Regions from separate parts of the Sus scrofa genome. Here region 1 is linked to region 2. Evidence: chromatin contacts called from public Hi-C data. All regions are on one chromosome and are shown on one strand. The core of a region is the stretch at or near the end of the contact, and the rest is flanking DNA. Distances in the headings are between cores, read along the strand shown. Region 1 holds the start of DMXL1 (dmX-like protein 1). Region 2 holds the start of DTWD2 (DTW domain-containing protein 2).

Region 1 (3,760 bases), core at 1,252-3,751, 66 kb after region 2:
CATTGGTGTGTTCTAATAAAACTTTATTTATAGACAAGAGAATTTCATATAATTTTCATATATCATGAAATATTTTTCTTCTGTTGATTTTTTTTTTTTTTTTTTTTTTTTTGGTCTTTTTGCCTTTTCTAGGGCTGCCTTCCGCAGCATATGGCGGTTCCCGGGCTAGGGGTCTAATCGGAGCTGTAGCTGCCGGCCTACGCCAGAGCCACAGCAACTGGGATCTGAACTGCGTCTGCAATCTACACCACAGCTCATGGCAACACCGGATCCTTAACCCCCTGAGCAAGGCCAGGGATCAAACCTGAAACCTCATGGTTCCTAGTCGGATTCGTTAACCACTGAGTCACGACGGGAACTCCTCTTCTGTTCATTTTTTTGAACCATTTAAAAGCATTAAAAAATATCCTCAGCTCAAGAACTGTATAAAACCAGACAGCAGGCCGGAGTTGTAGTGAAAAAAAAGATAAATCACAAAAATTTTGCTGTTTCGCTGAAACAAATTCATCTGCTATACATCAAAGATAGGTTGTTTAACGGGTAATTTAACAATACAGTAGAAGCACTTTGATGAATGAGGCAAAAGAATGCCTTTGTTTTTCAACAATTATTGTAGTGTAGTCCAAGTTTTAGATCCAGACTAGGATGGCCTCAGAACGTTTGTGGCAGTCTCAAACATCACTGGACAATTTGATTTGGACTGAGGTTTGACACTGTTTGGAAAACTTTAGAAAGAGTAAGTATATGTCAAAAGGTTAGGTTTTCTTAATAATGATGATGATGATATAGTAGCCAACTTCTATTGAATTCTATGTGCTAAACACTGTGCCCATTTAATTTTTATGATAAGTATATGAAGAAAGTCTATTACTACCCCTACTCTATAAATAGGGAAATGAAAGCACAGAGAAATTAGGTAACTTGTCTAAAGGAGTGGGTAGGCCAGGATTCAAACAGTTTATCTCAAGGATGAAAGAATTTAATAAAGACAAACAGATGTTATTAGGAATGAAAATGCCAAGCAAAATATTGTAGATAATCAGGTGAAACCTGTTAATTTTACAGATGAGATGGAGAAAACTGTCTTAAAATTAAGGAGACTTTTCCCATGGTCATACAGCAAATGTGCACTCAGGAGTAAATCTCAGATTTCCTAACTGCTAGATTCCTTAGTTTCTTTTATTCTGTCATACCACTTGCACTTCAAAACCAAAAGATGGGCAGAACAGAATGAGTAAACATGTTAAACTTTGGGCTAGACACAAAATTTATATTGAACATAGAAAAATCATGGTTTAAGATTTTAAAAATGAAACTGACTTAAAGCAACATTAAATAAATCTGAATTAATAATTAAAACACAAACCCTAAACTGTAACTATGTGAGACCTCAATAAAACAGTTTTTTCTTTTTTAAAGACAAGTTTTCAATCCTTCACTTTTATGGGGATACTGGGATATAATAAGGGCGTTCATTTACAACTCTCAAATTTAAAATAGGGAGATGGCTCTCAAACTTATTTTTAGTTAATTTTTAAGTTGCAAAAAAAAAAAATTATGTTCCTCGGAAAAAACTTAGGGAAAGTAAAAACAAAATTACTAGTACTCCTCCCATCCAAGTATTAGTGTGAAGTTTTTTGGGTTTTGTTCCCATTTTTTTTTTTTCACCAAAAGAAAAGTGTATGAAATCAAAATCAATTTGGCATTAAAAAAAAGCAACTACTCTTTTTAGGTGGGGAGCTGCTATTTATGTCTACTCATTTAACGTTTTCTGAACTCCTACCTTGGAAATGGCACTGCACTAGACACGTGGGATACAGGTCAGTTTGTCCCTGAGAGGCTCATGGTACATGGGAGAAGACGTAAACAAATGTTTATCAATAATAATACAAAACTGTCAAAATGCAATTAGAGTTGAGTCTCAAAGTTTGTGAGAGGCCGTGACACTAATCATATTGGAATTCTTAGGTTTTTTTCCCAAAACACCATCTCAACGTGGGCCGGTGTAGTATTATTACCAGCACTACTTCAAAACGAATGTTAAATTAAATTTAGTACTTAGCAAGGGTCGAAACCTCCCCCAGTTTTTCTTTCTAGCGAACTGGAAACGCGCTCGACCAGAGTTAACTCTGCGCTGAGACGCCTCTAGTTTCACCTTCACTTGGCCAAACTCGCGGGCCGCTTAAGGCAGCGGTGCTTGTTGGGACTTGTAGTCTCTACCAGGACCAAGACACTGCAACTGCATTTGTAATACACTTCTCCCTTTTAACTTTCTGGCCCAAAAGTCAGATCAAGCCCTAAACGAAAGCATAATCTGACAACACTCAGTTTATTCAAGGCTCTCTATGCTTTTGCTAGGCTTCTTACATTGAATATTCAAACGCACGACGTCGCTCACAAGCCTCAAAGAGATTGGTCTATCCTCAGTGGTGGGCGGAGCCTTGGGTGAACGGGAGCTCAGGATTGGCCAATATTTCACTCAAAGAGGTGTTTTCCACTTGCGGACCCGTATACTGTGGCAGGAATAAATTCTTTACTGCAGTATTCCTCATAGCCGCGAGAAATCTCGCGATATTTCGGCCGAAAGGCCTTAGGGACGCGTAGAGAGCAGCGAAGGCCAGTGGGGGTGGTAGGCACCGGAGCCGGGAAGGGCTAGGTCTGGTGGTGAGGGAGAGCGCGTGCTGCTTGCGCCACTGGGGCTCGGTCCCAGCCGGCCAGCCACAGTCCAGACTGAGTGTCGCGGACGGCGTGGCCTTCCTGGCCGGTGGGTCGGCTCGGGGTCGCGGCGGCTGGGTCAACACTGAGCATCACCTGGGCCCTCGCGGGCTGTGACAGGTGCGCGGACGCGCGGTGCTCCTCCCGCTTGCCGGCCCGCCCCCTCCCAGACTCGCCCGCGGGGGCTCGGGATGAGCTGCGGGCAGTGGCTGAGTGGCTCCGGCTCCTGGCGCCTGTCGCTGCCGCCGTCGCCTCCCAAGCCCGGCCGCCGCCCGTGAAGGAAAGAGGGAGGGAGGAAAGCGGCAGCTGGCCCTGGGCATGAGCGGGAGGCAACGTCCGTTGCTGGACTAAGACGCCGACATGAACCTACACCAGGTGCTGACCGGGGCTGTGAACCCTGGCGACCACTGCTTCTCCGTGGGCAGCGTCGGCGACCAGCGATTCACGGTGAGTGAGGGAGGCTCTCGCGTCGCCCGCGGCGAGTCCGCGCCCCTGAGTCAGCCGGCCTCGGCCCAGAATGCCAGGCAGAGGCCGAGAAAGCCTCGTCTCCCTCACGAGGGTCCCCACATCCCCAACGAAGGTTCCCGCCCTTTACGGCGGCGAACCTGGCATTTGAGGACCAAGGAGGCAGAAACCCTTGTACCGACTGAACTCGGAAGTTAGAGTGTTTTGTAGTTTTTTTTAAAGTTTTTCATCTGACGTCTTCGGGCTGGTTTACCAAAGTCGTTTATCCAGGAATCATTGCTGTGTAATGTTGTCAAGTTTAGGAATAGTTGGGATTGGTTTCAGTTCTTACTCTAAAGGTCAAGTATCTTTGTAGTTGAAAAAGAGTGTGTGCCTTAAAAACACAGTTACTAATTGTTTGCTATCAACTAGCGCTGGGTAAAATATAGTGAAAAACAGTGCTTTTCATTTGCTTTCCTTTAAATTCACTGAAGGATAACTGGAAAGAAAAAAATATTTTTTGTAAATAGTTCACTCCTGCCATCTTTTGAATATCGTACAGTTGAGTAGTCCTGGGAAACTTTTATTTTAGATTGTTCGT
Region 2 (4,029 bases), core at 947-3,446:
AAAGACATTTCTCCAAAGAGGACATATGGATGGCCAGTAGGCATATGAAAAGATGCTCAATACCACTAATTATTAGAGAAATAAAAATCAATACTACCATGAAGTACCATCTCACACCAGTCAGAATGGCCATCATTAATAAGTCTACAAATAACAAATGCTGAAGATAGTGTGGAGAAAAGGATACCCTCCTACATTATTGGTGGGAATGTAAATTGTACAACCACTATGGAAAAGTGTGGAGGTTCCCCAGAAAACTAAATATAGAACTACAATATGATCTAGCAATCCCATTCCAGGGCATATATTTGGACAAAACTTTCATTCAAAAGGATACATGCACCCCTGTGTTCACTGCAGCACTATTCACAATAGCCAAGACATGGAAACAACCTAAATTTCCACTGACAGATGAATGGATTAAGAAAATGCAGTACTATATACAATGGAATACTACTCAGCCATAAAAAAATGCCATTTGCAACAACATGAAAGCAACTAGATATTTCACATACTAAGTGAAGTAAGTCAGAAAGAGACAAATACCATGTGTTATCACTTATACATGGAATCTAAAATGCAGCAGAAATGAACCTACCTATAGAACAGAAACAGACTTGCATAGGTAGAGAGCAGACTTGTGGCTGCCAAGGGGGAGGAAATGAGTGGGATGGACTGGGAGTTTGGAGTTAGTAGATACAAACTATAACATTTAGAATGGATAAGGAATGAGGTCCTACTGTACAGCACAGGGAACTAGATCTAGTCTCTTGGGATAGAACATGATGGAAGATAATATAAGAGAGGAATGTGTGTGTGTGTGTGTGTGTGTGTGTGTGTGTACATATATGCATGACTGGGTTACTTTGCTGCACAGCAGAAATTGGCACAACACTGTAAATCAACTATAGTCTCTTTTTTAAGTGAACATAAGATCCATTAGATTTCATCTCAAAGTTAATGGTGACTTTACGGAGAACTATTTCAGAGCACTGTACAATCTGAGGACAAATCACAGAGTGATTCCCAGATGAGGAAATAGAGACACTATCTAACAGTTAAAAGTGTGAAGAGAACAGATGATAGATGGAGGCCTTCATCAATCAAGGGAAATGATCCTGAACACCCAGGAGGTTAAGATAATAGCATATACCTATGTAGCAAGAGATTCAAACAGGCAGAGAAAGCAATCCTCACAATACTCAGAGTACACCGGCACAATGAGGTATCCTAAAAAGTACGTAATCAGGCAAGTAATGTTAATTGTTGGTGTTGCTTAATAAACTGTCTCATTAGACTGCAAGTGCCCTAGTGCGCACAGACAACGTCTGTTTTATCCATCGCATTTCTGGGAACCTAGCACAGTGCCTGACACACAGGAGGTGCTCAATAAATACTTCTTCAGGAATTCTGAATACAATCTCAATTAAGGTAACAGCCACCTTGACTGTGTCTCTCTAATCCACTTTATGGTTTTCTTTTGTTTTTTACTGTAAGATGACTAATTCACTCAAACGTAAACGTGTTTTTACAAATATTATCCAAGACGCTCCAGTTTCTTGACAGAGGAACTTATGCCTGCTCATCCCGTGACTTGTTGAGCGTCTTACAGGAAGTAAGTCTAAATAATCCTAAACCTGGGTAAATGGCTTCTTACTAAAGAACTGTGACGGGGATTTCACAGTGATTCCAAGGTCAACCAACGGAACCTACCACCCCAAGCACAGAGATGCCAGAGCCAGAGCCCCCCGGGGCTGGAGCCCCAGCGGCCGCCTTCCCGTCAGAGGGCGCTGCAGCTTCCACCACCCGCCCGCGCCTTGCCAAGTCTGCCGCCCGCCTCAGTCCCGCCCCCCGCCTGGCGGTCACCTGCAGCGGCTGCATTCGGGCCTCCGTTTGGCCGGCTCCACTGGCAGTTCCCACAGTCCGTCCACACTGGCGCCGTCTGCCTCTGCGTCCAAGACAGCCGCCGCTGGCGCTGTTCCCCCTCCCCGCCGCTCCTCTTCGTCGGGTGTCTGAGACTTCGGGACCCCAGGCGACCGCTCGAGGGGGTCCCTGGATGTTCGCGCTTCTTCCTGCGGATCCATGGCGGGCGGGCGCTCGTGTCTGGCAGTCACATTGAGGTCCCCCTGCCGCCGGAGGGCGCCACACCCTAGAGAAACCGGCCCGCGCCGCGCGGCCCCACGCACTCTCGCCACGTACGCGGAGCCCAGGCAGGAGGTCCCGCCCCGCAGCGGAGAAGAAGCGAGCCCATTGGTGTGTGTCAGTGGGATGGTTCACCTAGAACCCGGAAGGGAAGTGTGGTTTGTCCCGGGGAGCCGGAGAGATTAGGAAGGCTTCTCTGGGGCAGGTAAAAGGTTCTCCTCTGAAAACACCCAGGCAGCAAACCTGATGGTACTTTCCTTAATTTCACACCTTTAAAAATGAAAATAAAATTGAATTCAGCATTTTCCACCCTAGGATGGCAGTTCAGTAATTAGGTGGGTGAGTGCACCCAGCATTTCCAACAGGGGATGAGCCATTGTTGCAGGCCAACAAAGGAGGAGAGGTTGTACTGACTGGATTTTGATTCACTACTGGTCCTTTTAATGAGAATTTCTTGCTCTAGAAAGGCAAGGACCTATGTCCTGTATCTTCTTGGTATTTCTACTCATAATCAGTCATGCTGTTTTTACACGACGCTAAACATTTCTTTAAGTGTGGTTTTTCAGTTGTCCGAGGCTCCTAAGATCAAGAGGCAATAAGAGAGCTGAGATTTCATGGATGAGAAAAAAGAAAGAAACAGATAACTACCTTGCCTAAGTTTTTACAGCTCTGGAAAACAGCAATAGAGCCAGCAGTTTTTTAAAAGCCAAAATGAAATCCATTTTAGAATAAAAGTGGAAATGCTGCTTGCCCTGAAATAGGTGCTGATTCTTTTCACTTAACACTTTGTTACTTCTACCGACGTTCAGCATTTTAAACAAAATATTAAAAGTTTTCACCAGTCATCAGAGTTAAGTTTTGCAATCATAGTTATCTTGATTCTAGAACTATGAATAATTAAAACAAAACCTATTTATCACTAACAGTAATAGAGCATTATTGCATTTCTTAAAATGTTTATCTCACTATCAGTTTTTTAGTCATTTTAAATTCAAGCCTGCATGAATGTAGGGCTATTGTTTTCAACTATCCTTCATTCTTTTCCCCTGGAAATGGCACCTGTAATCTACTTGGGGTATGCTAAGGGAGGGTAGAAAAAGACTGAAAATCCTGCCTTATCATTGATGTTGGATGGAAGAAAAAAAAACTGGAACTTAATCCCAGTTGTAATTGGGAGATGATGAAATGCCAGAGACTGCAGAAAAGGAACTGAATCAGAAAATAAAGAAATATGGTTGCAGATTTAGGTTGGAGAACCAACACTTTAACTACAAAAATTAAATTTTCATGTGACACACTTTAAACTCTTGTCTCTAACCTCAAGAAATGAAATAATATCAAGTCATTTAAGATCCTTCTAGATCCCAAGTATGAGTTATGTGAGGGCAGATGAGTCCTAACAAGCCAGTTTACAGTTGGCTTTCTCTTTTAACACCCCACATTAGACCATTGGCTCCACCCATCAAAGTATTCAAAATCCAACTGTTTATCTTCTCTTGCTACTTCTGCCTGATTTAAGCCCCCGTCATCTCTTGCCTAGAACATTGCCATAGGCACATAAGTGGTCCCCTGCTCCATTCTTACTTCTCTATAGTCCATTCTTCCCAAGGTTGACCAGAATCAACAAAACACTCATGCTGGAGTTCTCGTCATGGCTCAGCAGATACAAATCTGACTAGCATCCATGAGGACACAGGTTGGATTCCTGACTTTGCTCTGTGGCTTAAGGATCCGGCATTGCTGTGAGCTGTGGTGTAGGTCACAGACATGGCTCTGATCTGGCGTTGCTAGGGCTGCGGTGTAAGCCAGTGGCTATAGCTCCCATTCGACCCCTTGCTTGGAAACGTCCAGGGTGAGGCCTTAAAAAGACAGAGAGAAAGAGGAAAA

The links. A called contact is a pair of places that touch in the nucleus more often than the background predicts.
Region 1: a contact with region 2 is called in a Hi-C map of alveolar macrophages, with 1.8 times the contacts expected there. The contact joins the promoter of DMXL1 here to the promoter of DTWD2 in region 2. A contact is called at or near these places in 2 of 5 promoter capture datasets (fetal liver and liver), 10 of 47 Hi-C or Micro-C datasets (alveolar macrophages, blood, embryonic fibroblasts and 5 more) and 1 of 2 datasets of contacts at active chromatin or transcription factors (alveolar macrophages).

Annotation. Positions count from the first base shown.
Region 1 is chr2:123,000,576-123,004,335 of Sscrofa11.1, forward strand. DMXL1 (dmX-like protein 1) reads left to right here and starts at 2,502. Exons shown (of 46, transcript XM_021084665.1): 1 at 2,502-3,162. The coding sequence starts at 3,076.
Region 2 is chr2:122,934,805-122,938,833 of Sscrofa11.1, forward strand. It overlaps DTWD2 (DTW domain-containing protein 2), which reads right to left and starts at 2,197. Exons shown (of 7, transcript XM_021084663.1): 1 at 1,867-2,197. The coding sequence starts at 2,084.